Linked DNA regions of Sus scrofa: all the other regions are linked to region 2. The links are chromatin contacts, called in public targeted proximity ligation maps. All regions are on one chromosome and are shown on one strand. The core of a region is the stretch at or near the end of the contact, and the rest is flanking DNA. Distances in the headings are between cores, read along the strand shown.

Evidence for each region.
Region 1: a targeted proximity ligation map of alveolar macrophages shows a contact between it and region 2. A contact is called at or near these places in 1 of 47 Hi-C or Micro-C datasets (embryonic fibroblasts) and 1 of 2 datasets of targeted methods (alveolar macrophages).
Region 3: a contact with region 2 is called in a targeted proximity ligation map of alveolar macrophages. A contact is called at or near these places in 1 of 5 promoter capture datasets (liver), 1 of 47 Hi-C or Micro-C datasets (skeletal muscle) and 1 of 2 datasets of targeted methods (alveolar macrophages).

Annotation. Positions count from the first base shown.
Region 1 is chr3:17,701,448-17,704,159 of Sscrofa11.1, reverse strand. SRCAP (helicase SRCAP) reads left to right here and starts at 1,298. Exons shown (of 34, transcript XM_005653006.3): 1 at 1,298-1,625.
Region 2 is chr3:17,429,891-17,432,873 of Sscrofa11.1, reverse strand. STX4 (syntaxin-4) reads left to right here and starts at 1,497. Exons shown (of 11, transcript XM_021086404.1): 1 at 1,497-2,145; 2 at 2,334-2,435; 3 at 2,548-2,647; 4 at 2,784-2,858. The coding sequence starts at 2,116. It overlaps LOC102167315 (a long non-coding RNA gene), which reads right to left and starts at 1,793. Exons shown (of 3, transcript XR_001303274.2): 1 at 1,655-1,793.
Region 3 is chr3:17,750,057-17,752,757 of Sscrofa11.1, reverse strand. It overlaps PRR14 (proline-rich protein 14), which reads left to right and starts at 1,378. Exons shown (of 12, transcript XM_021086416.1): 1 at 1,378-1,497; 2 at 2,281-2,352; 3 at 2,477-2,645. The coding sequence starts at 2,330. It overlaps LOC110259905 (a long non-coding RNA gene), which reads right to left and starts at 1,116. Exons shown (of 2, transcript XR_002342364.1): 1 at 1-1,116.

The DNA of each region.
Region 1 (2,712 bases), core at 49-2,548, 270 kb before region 2:
TTGCTTTATTTACATCATCTTCTTGGTCCTTCTAGGTTTGAGTTTTCAACCACTGGTATTTGCTGTAAGAAAAACAGAACTTCGGAGTTCCCGTCGTGGCGCAGTGGTTAACAAATCCGACTAGGAACTATGAGGTTGCGGGTTTGATCCCTGCCCTTGCTCAGTGGGGTCAAGGTTCCGGCGTTGCGGTGAGCTGTGGTGTAGGTCGCAGACGCGAATCGGATCCTGCGTTGCTATGGCTCTGGCGTAGTCTGGCGGCTACAGCTCTGATTCGACCCCTTGCCCGGGAACCTCCATATGCCATGGGAGCGGCCCAAGAAATGCCAAAAAGACAAAAAAAATTAAAAAAATAAAATAAAAAAAATATTAAAAAAAGAGAAAGTTTAAAAAAAAAAGAAAAAGAAAAACAGAACTTCAAGTCAAGGTCAGAGAGAATCATCAACTCTTAGAGTAGAATGGAGATCTAAACTGAGCAGGTGAAGAGCTGAATGAAAGCTTTATTATGGCCTCCTAACCTGGCTCCTGGGTGGTCGGCCCTCATGAGGTAGATTTTGTGACAGTGCTTGTAACCTTGTGACTTAGACTGCTTGGCTATGAATCTTGGCTTTGAGCTCTATTACTCTATGAGCCTCAAATCATTTATAAATGGAGCATTGTTGGGATTGAGATCGTGCACAAGGTGCCCTCAGTAAAAGGTACGTTATTATTATTATTCTATTCCAGGGTGAGGGTATCAGATTCTCAAATGAGTTCCCTGGTGGCGCAGCGGGTTGAGGATCTCCGGTGGTCACTGATGGGGCTCTGGTCCCCACTTTGGCACGGATTTGATCCCTGGCCAGGGAACTTCCGCATGCCCGGCGTGCAGCCAACCCAACCATTACCAAAAAAACCCCCAAAACACAACAAATTTAAGGGGTTCTTAACTCAGAAAGTTGGCGACCTGATGCATAAATGCTTAGGAGCTATCAACAATACCACCCATGTGTCAAATGCATTGGCTCTATACGAGTGGACTGCAACGGGAATCCAGAGATCCAGGCTCCACTGCTAACTTGCTGAAAGTACCTGAGAAATTCCTTCAGCTCTCTGGGTGATCTATAAAAGAAGGTACGGTGGCCACGTCCCAGTGGGCAGCTGCAATGCAGCCCCAGTGGCAGGTTAGCCGGTGGAGGGTAAAGAGCTCTGCTGCGGGAAAGGCGCGGAGCCTCCGGGCGGACTACATTTCCCAGCCTGCCTTGCGCTTCGGGTAGCGCCCTACGTTAGCACGCGAGGCTCCCTGCTCTCCCAACCTCCAGTTACTGTCTCGCGAGAGGACGGGCCGCGCCGGCGGTAGCGATAGTGAGCTGTGGTGGTGGCGGTGGTGTTGGTGGTGGCGGCCGAGACGGCGGCGGCCATTTTGGTGAGGCCTCGGAAGCGGCGGCGGCGGTTCGCTGCGAGTAGCGTCTCCCATTTTCCCCACCCACCTCCCGCATCTCTGTGCCGTGAGAGGAAGCAGTGGAAGCAAGGCGGTGGCAGTAGCCGCGGGCCTCAGGGGGATTTAAAGGCCGCGAAGGAGGCGGCAAAGAGGGGGCCCTCCCCCTCCTCGGCGGGAGGGGGGGGTGGTGCGCACGCCCCCGAGGACGCAGGTAAGGAGAGGGAGACAAGATGGCGGACGCTCCACAGTTCCCCCTCCCCTGACGGCTGACTGCGCGCGCATCTTTCCGCCACCGCCTCCCCTCCCACCTTCCCGGGGTGCTGCGCGCGCACCTTCGGCCGGGGCCCCGGGGCCGGTGCGCGAGGCTGTCGGCGCGCGCCCATAGAGACAGGCTGAGGGGGGCCAGACCGGCCGGCACTGGGCTGGGGCGCGTCTTCTCTCCCCTTCCGCCCGTCTGCGCACGCGTGCCTGAGCGAGCGAGCGAGCCCTGAGAGGACGGACCCAGGTGCGCTCCTGCCCGCCCACCAACCCCAGCCCCCCACCTCAGGGGCGCGCGAGAAGAGGAAGGGGGGCGTGGGACGAGTAGTTGGGGCGCGCGCCCACCATATCCAGTCCGGAGCCAAGATCTGGCGGCACGAACCCTTCCTTATCTTAAGCTCTCTCGGTCTGGTGGTGGGGGGCTCCCTGACGGGCAGGGACGAGAGGCTTCCCAGCCCTGCGACCCTTGTGTGCGTGGGTTTGGGTTCTGGCGGGAGCCCCGGGGCGGTGAGCACAGCCGGCTCTCTCCGCCTCCAGGCGCGCACGCGCGGGCCCCTCCCCCAGTCTGTCGCGCACGTTGGGTGCGGTGGGAGTCTGGAGGGGGCGGGGCCATCTTAGGGCTAGTGGCAACTTGGGGCAGAGGTCAGGGGTCACGCCGGGTCAGGCTGTTGGGACGGCTTAGGAGATGGTGATGAAGCCTGGGGTCAAGAGTTCGGGCTTCTTGGATCCTGGTTAGCTTGAGTCCAGTGAATCAGTTGTGGAAGAGGGAGTGAATCAAAGGCTGCAGTGTGGTTAAGGAGCTTCCTTAAACACTGGGGAAACACTTCCGGGCCTTGTGTGGGTTTACCCTGCCTATTTCCGGGGCATGGGTCTTTGCTGTTCGGCCTTTCTCCCCTCCTGACTGCTCCTCTAAGGTCTCCTGTTGTAGTTCTTGTGTTTGGGGAAGTGTCTCCTGGCGCAGCATAGGAGGCCCAGGGCCCTGCCTTGAGAAAGGTTGGATTCTCCTATGTTCAGCCCTTACTGGAAAGGAGAGCAGGCTG
Region 2 (2,983 bases), core at 248-2,747:
CCCATAAAGACTAGCTCTCCCCCCACCCCGCCACTGCCACCCATTGTAGAGATGGAAGACTAAGGCCCAGAGATAGGAAGTGACTTTCCAGGAGTTCCTGTCGTGGCTCAGTGGAAACGAATTCCACCAGGAACCGTGAGGTTGTGGGTTCCATCCCTGGCCTCGCTCAGTGGGTTAAGGATCCGGCATTTCTGTGAACTGTGGTGAAGATCACAGATGCGGCTCGGATCTGTCATTGCTGTGGCTCTGGCGTAGGCCAGTGGCTACAGCTCTGATTAGACCCCTAACCCGGGAACTTCCATATGTTTGGGGTGTGGCCCTAAAAAGGACAAAAGACAAAAAAAAAAAAAGTGACTTTCCAGGAGTTCCTGCTGTGGCACAACAGGACCGATGGTGTCCCTGGCGAGCTCGATGCAGGTATGATCCCCAGCCCAGAGGAGTGGGTTAAGAATCTGGAGTTGCCAGATTTTCCAGAAGTCCACAGCAACTCAGTCACAGAAATCTAGGTTTCCTTATCGGGGCTTAGTAGAGAAGGGCCTTTCCTTCCTTTGCTTGACCTTCATATAAGTTCCTCGGGGAGAGCCCTGGGATCCAGGAGTCTTAGATCAGTCCTAGCCATCCTGGCTATGGGGAGACCCAGTGGCCTTGGGGCCTCCTCCTACAGAATGTAGATTTCAAAAAGCATAAGTCATTCTTCTCTGTTGGGCCGGGATGTAATTCTGGCCCTAGAAGAGCATTCTGCTCATAATAAGTGCCTAATGAATATCCACTGAATGAATGAACCTCTAGAGGGTCAGGTTTTGGGAAGTGTCACGATGAAAGCCTGAAGCCTAAAAGAGAGGACTAGGGAACCACACGCGTCATCTTCAGACATAGGAAAGGCTAAAGTTCTGTCCACAAATATTTACTGAGGGCCCACTAGGTGTTGGGATTCGGGTGAGAACCACACAATCACGCCTTCACCTCAAGCAATCACAGGTCACAGTAATGCGGAATTGTTTCTTTTTTGTGTCCTTCAGAGGGTAAACCCTGGTGCAAGGTGGGGGCGAAGGGGTGTAGGTGATATGCTGCTCAACATAATGGACTCTTTTCTCAGCCTGAGCTGTCCTGAAATGGTCTCACTGCTCAGAAGGTGGTGAGTGCGGCGGGACTGCAGTGTTCAAGCCGGGCGCCAGCCGCCCACCTGTCAGAAGCTGTGCCAGGAGTATGCGGGAGAAGAGCTTTCCGCCTCGGGTGAGGTCACTTCCCACCCCCAGATACTCTGCCTACAAACCCTGCAACTCTCTGACGCCGGATCTTATTCTTTTCCGAATTTCAAGGTCTCATGATGTGGACAGCCCCAAATTCTAAGTCGTCAATCTGCCCACACCCCCGGAACCCAAAAGGAATAAAGCCGAATTCAGCCAGGGTCCTACCACCCTCTGTCTCAAAAGATGTCTGGGGGTAGTCGGCGCCCCCTCCCGACTTGTGGGAGCCAGGGTGCCGAGGACGTCGTGGGGAGCTAGGTGTCCCGGAGACCGAGTTGACAGAGTGGAGACACGTGACAGTCAGAGCATCACGTTCTAAGGTCCAAGAGGCTGGGACCGGGCCAGTCACGTGACGCGGGGGGGGCGCCATGGGGTGATGTGAGATGCTGGGTCCCTAGATTACGTACCAATGACGCATTTCCACCTCTTTTGGCAACTAGATTTCCGTTGGAAGATGCGATAGTTCCGGCAAAGGGGGCGGGTTCTCACGTCCTGGCAATTTTGCTTCCGTTCGGGGAGCTGGCGCTTCCGACCTCCGCCTTTCCCTCGGGCGGGGAAGGGACGCGGTGCGGTGCGCATGCTCCAGTCATCCCAGAGGGGGCGGGGCTGAAGCTACGGGAGCGGGAGGGGGGTAAGAAAAGGGAGTTCCAACCTGTGGAAACTTGGGGGTCCCCGAGGTCGGCTCCTTGTCCTCGACGGTGGATGGTGTCAGGGATAGAGCCTCTGGCGGCTCGTGGGGGGCGGTTAGGGGTCCACAGGGTGAGGGCAGAGAGAAGTGTCAAGAGAGTGAGTGGGGTACAGGAGTTCCAAACTTAGAATCTCGAGGCCCTCTGGGCTCCCGCGCCGGGGAGAGGGAGCTCGGGCCGCCATGCGGGACAGGACCCACGAACTGAGACAGGTGAGAAGTCCGGCGCAGCGGGGTTGGGACAGGAGGACGGGGTAGGGTCTAGTTGGAATGCAGGACTCCTGGTCTTCGGGGCAGGGCAGGGAGGGGTAGCTGTGGGATTGGAAGACCCGGAAGCCCGTGAATCCCGCGGGGCGAAAGCAACAGCAAGGAAGTGATGCCAATGACCCCGGCCCTGTCAGGGAGATGACAGCTCTGACGATGAGGACAAGGAGAGGGTCGCGCTGGTGGTACACCCGGGCACGGCACGGCTGGGCAGCCCAGACGATGAGTTCTTCCAGAAGGTAAGAGGCTGGGGTCTCGGTCTGGATTCACGAGGGGGCTGGATGACCCGAGGTGCAGAGCGGTCTGGAGGACTCCCATATCTGCTTCAGCCCTCTCGGTCATCCTCCCCAGGTCCGGACAATTCGGCAGACTATTGTCAAGCTGGAGAATAAGGTCCGAGAGTTGGAGAAGCAGCAGGTCACCATCCTGGCCACGCCCCTTCCCGAGGAAAGTGAGTGAAATCGCGAGTGCAGAACGCATGCTCAGTCAGAGGGATTGTGGGGATGGTAGTTCCATGCAGGTGGTGGCCAGGGAGATTTGTTGAGGTAGGGGCCGTGCTTTGGGCATCATGGCTTTTTCTTGTTCAGGCATGAAGCAGGACCTGCAGAACCTGCGTGACGAGATCAAACAGCTGGGGAGGGACATCCGCGCAGAGCTCAAGGGTGAGCGTCTAGGAACTCAGATAGATACTTTGCTCTGATCCTGCCCAATGCCTGATATATCCGCGAGTGTGTGACCCAGAGAGGCCAGTGATATATAACCAGACCACACAGCAGGCCTGTGTCTC
Region 3 (2,701 bases), core at 129-2,628, 320 kb before region 2:
CTACACCAATTCTTACCAGTGGGGGCTCTTTCCATTCTACCCTTTCTGTGTCACTATTCTTTTTTTTTTTTTTTTTTTCTTTTTAGTGCTGCTTCCTTGGCACATGGAGGTTCCCAGGCTAGGGGTTGAATTGGAACTACTGCTGCTGGCCTACACCACAGCCACAGCAAAAGCAATGTGGAATCTGAGCCGTGTCTACAACCTACACCGCAGATCGAGACAATGCCAGGGCATTAACCCACTGAGCGGGGCCAGGGATCGCACTCGAATCCTCGTGGATGCTAGTCAAATTCGTGTCCACATTCACTGAGCCACAGTGAGAAATCCCTGTGTCACTACTCTTATCATTTAATCTCATAGGCGAGAATCATGCTGGGCTGGGTTAGGTCACTTGTGCACCGTCATCTCAGACGCAGGATTCTAGGCTTCAGGCTCTCTTGCTCCAGCAAGAAAATAAGTACTAGCTTGGACCAGGGAATCCTGGGGAAGGAGTGGAGGCATGAGTTTTGGTTAGGCGGTGAGGGTGCCTTCACAGTGCAAGAAGCCACTACCTCCCCACCACCAGCTGGCTCCTGGTATAAAAGTTTCAGGATGAAGCCCCTTTAAGCAGCAGGATTCCATCCCTGGTCCCTTACTACTATGGGACTGATTACACAGCCCATCAGCTAGGTCCCTCTTGAAAGAGGGCTCGGGGGAGGCCCGAAAAGAGAGGAAAGCGGCCGCACCCCACCGAGCACCCCAAGGTTGTTATTGGTCTCCTGGCACTAGCACCTCTATACTGAGCCCCCAGCGCCAGCGGCAGAAACCCCCGCTCCTCCAGGAAGAGGTACACAACCCTTGGGTGAAGTGAAGCTCAACGCCCCAGCCTCCTCCGCACCCCCGCTCAGCCCAGTCCCTCCAGGACGCCACGCAACCAGAGAAGCAGGAGGTGGCACCAGCCTGTCTCTGGTCCCCGCCACCCGCTGCCAAACACTTCCGTGCAACTCGGGAACCCGGTTCAGCAACCCACGATGGTACTGGAAAAGGCTTCAAAGGGGCCTCTCTAGGCAACTGGGAATTTCACATATCGTTAGCACTCAGTTCACGTTTATTGGCCCAAGTACGAAAGAACCGGAAGATGCCCTTAAAAAACGTGGCGGTACTCTAGCTTCATGACAGTTGCCTCAGTAGCTCAAGAACCTTGGCATCATCTTCGGCCACTCACTGGCCGGAAAAGATGACGCCATCCGGCCCACTGCGGTCCACTGAGGACAGCGCTATCTGCCCTCAACTATAATGGCGGCGCTGCCCAATTTGGCTTCTTGCCCCTAGGGATGATGGCCGCTAGGCGGCTTCACTTAGTTTCTCACCACCCCGGAAGACGGCGACCGGCGATTGGGCGTTGCCCAAAGGCTCTGAGAAGAAGGCCCTCGGCGGTTGGGCAGAGCTGGGTAAGGCTAGTTTTAAAGGAGCCGGAGGTGGGAGCCGTCGAAGACCCGGGATCCGCGGGAGGCGGCGGTGAGCGGCGCGCGGGGGAGGGCACCGAGCGGCTGAAGAGAGGGCGGGAGGAGGGAGGGAAGGAAACTTTTGAACCATCTGGTCCCGGGCTGGGGAGAGCGCTGGGCGGGGATCCGGGGAGGGCGGAGGGAGGGGGTCTGTGGGCGGGACCTCCCGGGATTGGAGTGAAGGGGGTATCTGCTTGACAGTGGATCCCCGGGGATCCGGACTGAGTTTGTGATGCTCAAGCTCGGGCAGCCCCTTTCTGAGTGGAGCTTTGTGGAGCCGAAGCTCACGGGGAGAGGAGGATCCTCGCGCGGCGTCTGACTGGAGGAACCGCGCTATAGGATTCTTTCAGCGGGGATCCAGTCTAGGGGATCTGGTAGGGGGGGAACCGTCGGCGTGTGGGAGTGTTCCTTCGGAGTCCTCGCCCACTCACTGGGAGTGGATGAGGATTACAGAGGGATCTGGCGGAAACTGAGCCTCTGAGGACCGGGATCCCAGCTGATCCCGGGGGATCTCAGGGCAGAATCTGAAGGGACAAAGGCCCCAGGAGGCTTGGGCCGTGGGAGAACTGGGGCCGCTGCAATCCAGGTTCTCGCGGCCAGGCAGGGCGCGAGTGATCCACTGATCGCGGCAGCAGCGGGAAGACACCCGTTCCCGGCGGCCAGACGAGGGCGCCCTTCCGAGCCCCAGGGCTCCGGCCCCTGGGCTACTGGGAGCCTCGGGCGGACCATGAAGGGCGGAGCCCCAGGGGAGGGGCTGGCCCTCACTCCCCGCTCCCCCGCTCCCCCCCAAACCCAGGCTGGAGCCTGGGATCCCCCAGGGACTCCCCGGAGCCGCCGCTTCCCCCATGGACTTGCCCGGGGACTCCAGGTGAGAGCGCACCCCGCCCGCCTGTCTTGAGCCCGGGAAACGGGGAGCCTGGTGGCCGTACCGGGGAAACCACAGAGCCAACAACAGGCTTAGAGGACCGTCCTCTGCTTCTCTCCACCTCCAGCCCGCCTGGCCGGCAGCGTCTGTGCCGCCAGCCTCTGGCTCGAGCATTATGGGGAGCCAGGAGCCCCAAACGGCCGAAACTGCAGCCCCTTGGGGCCCCTTCGCCCTTGGAAAAAGCCTCTCGGCGGGTCCTGGCTGTGGTCCTGGAAGATGTCATGGCTGCCCACATGGTGAGCCCCTTGAACTGAGAGGCCCCCTTCTCCCTCCCGTCTCCTGGGTACCAAAG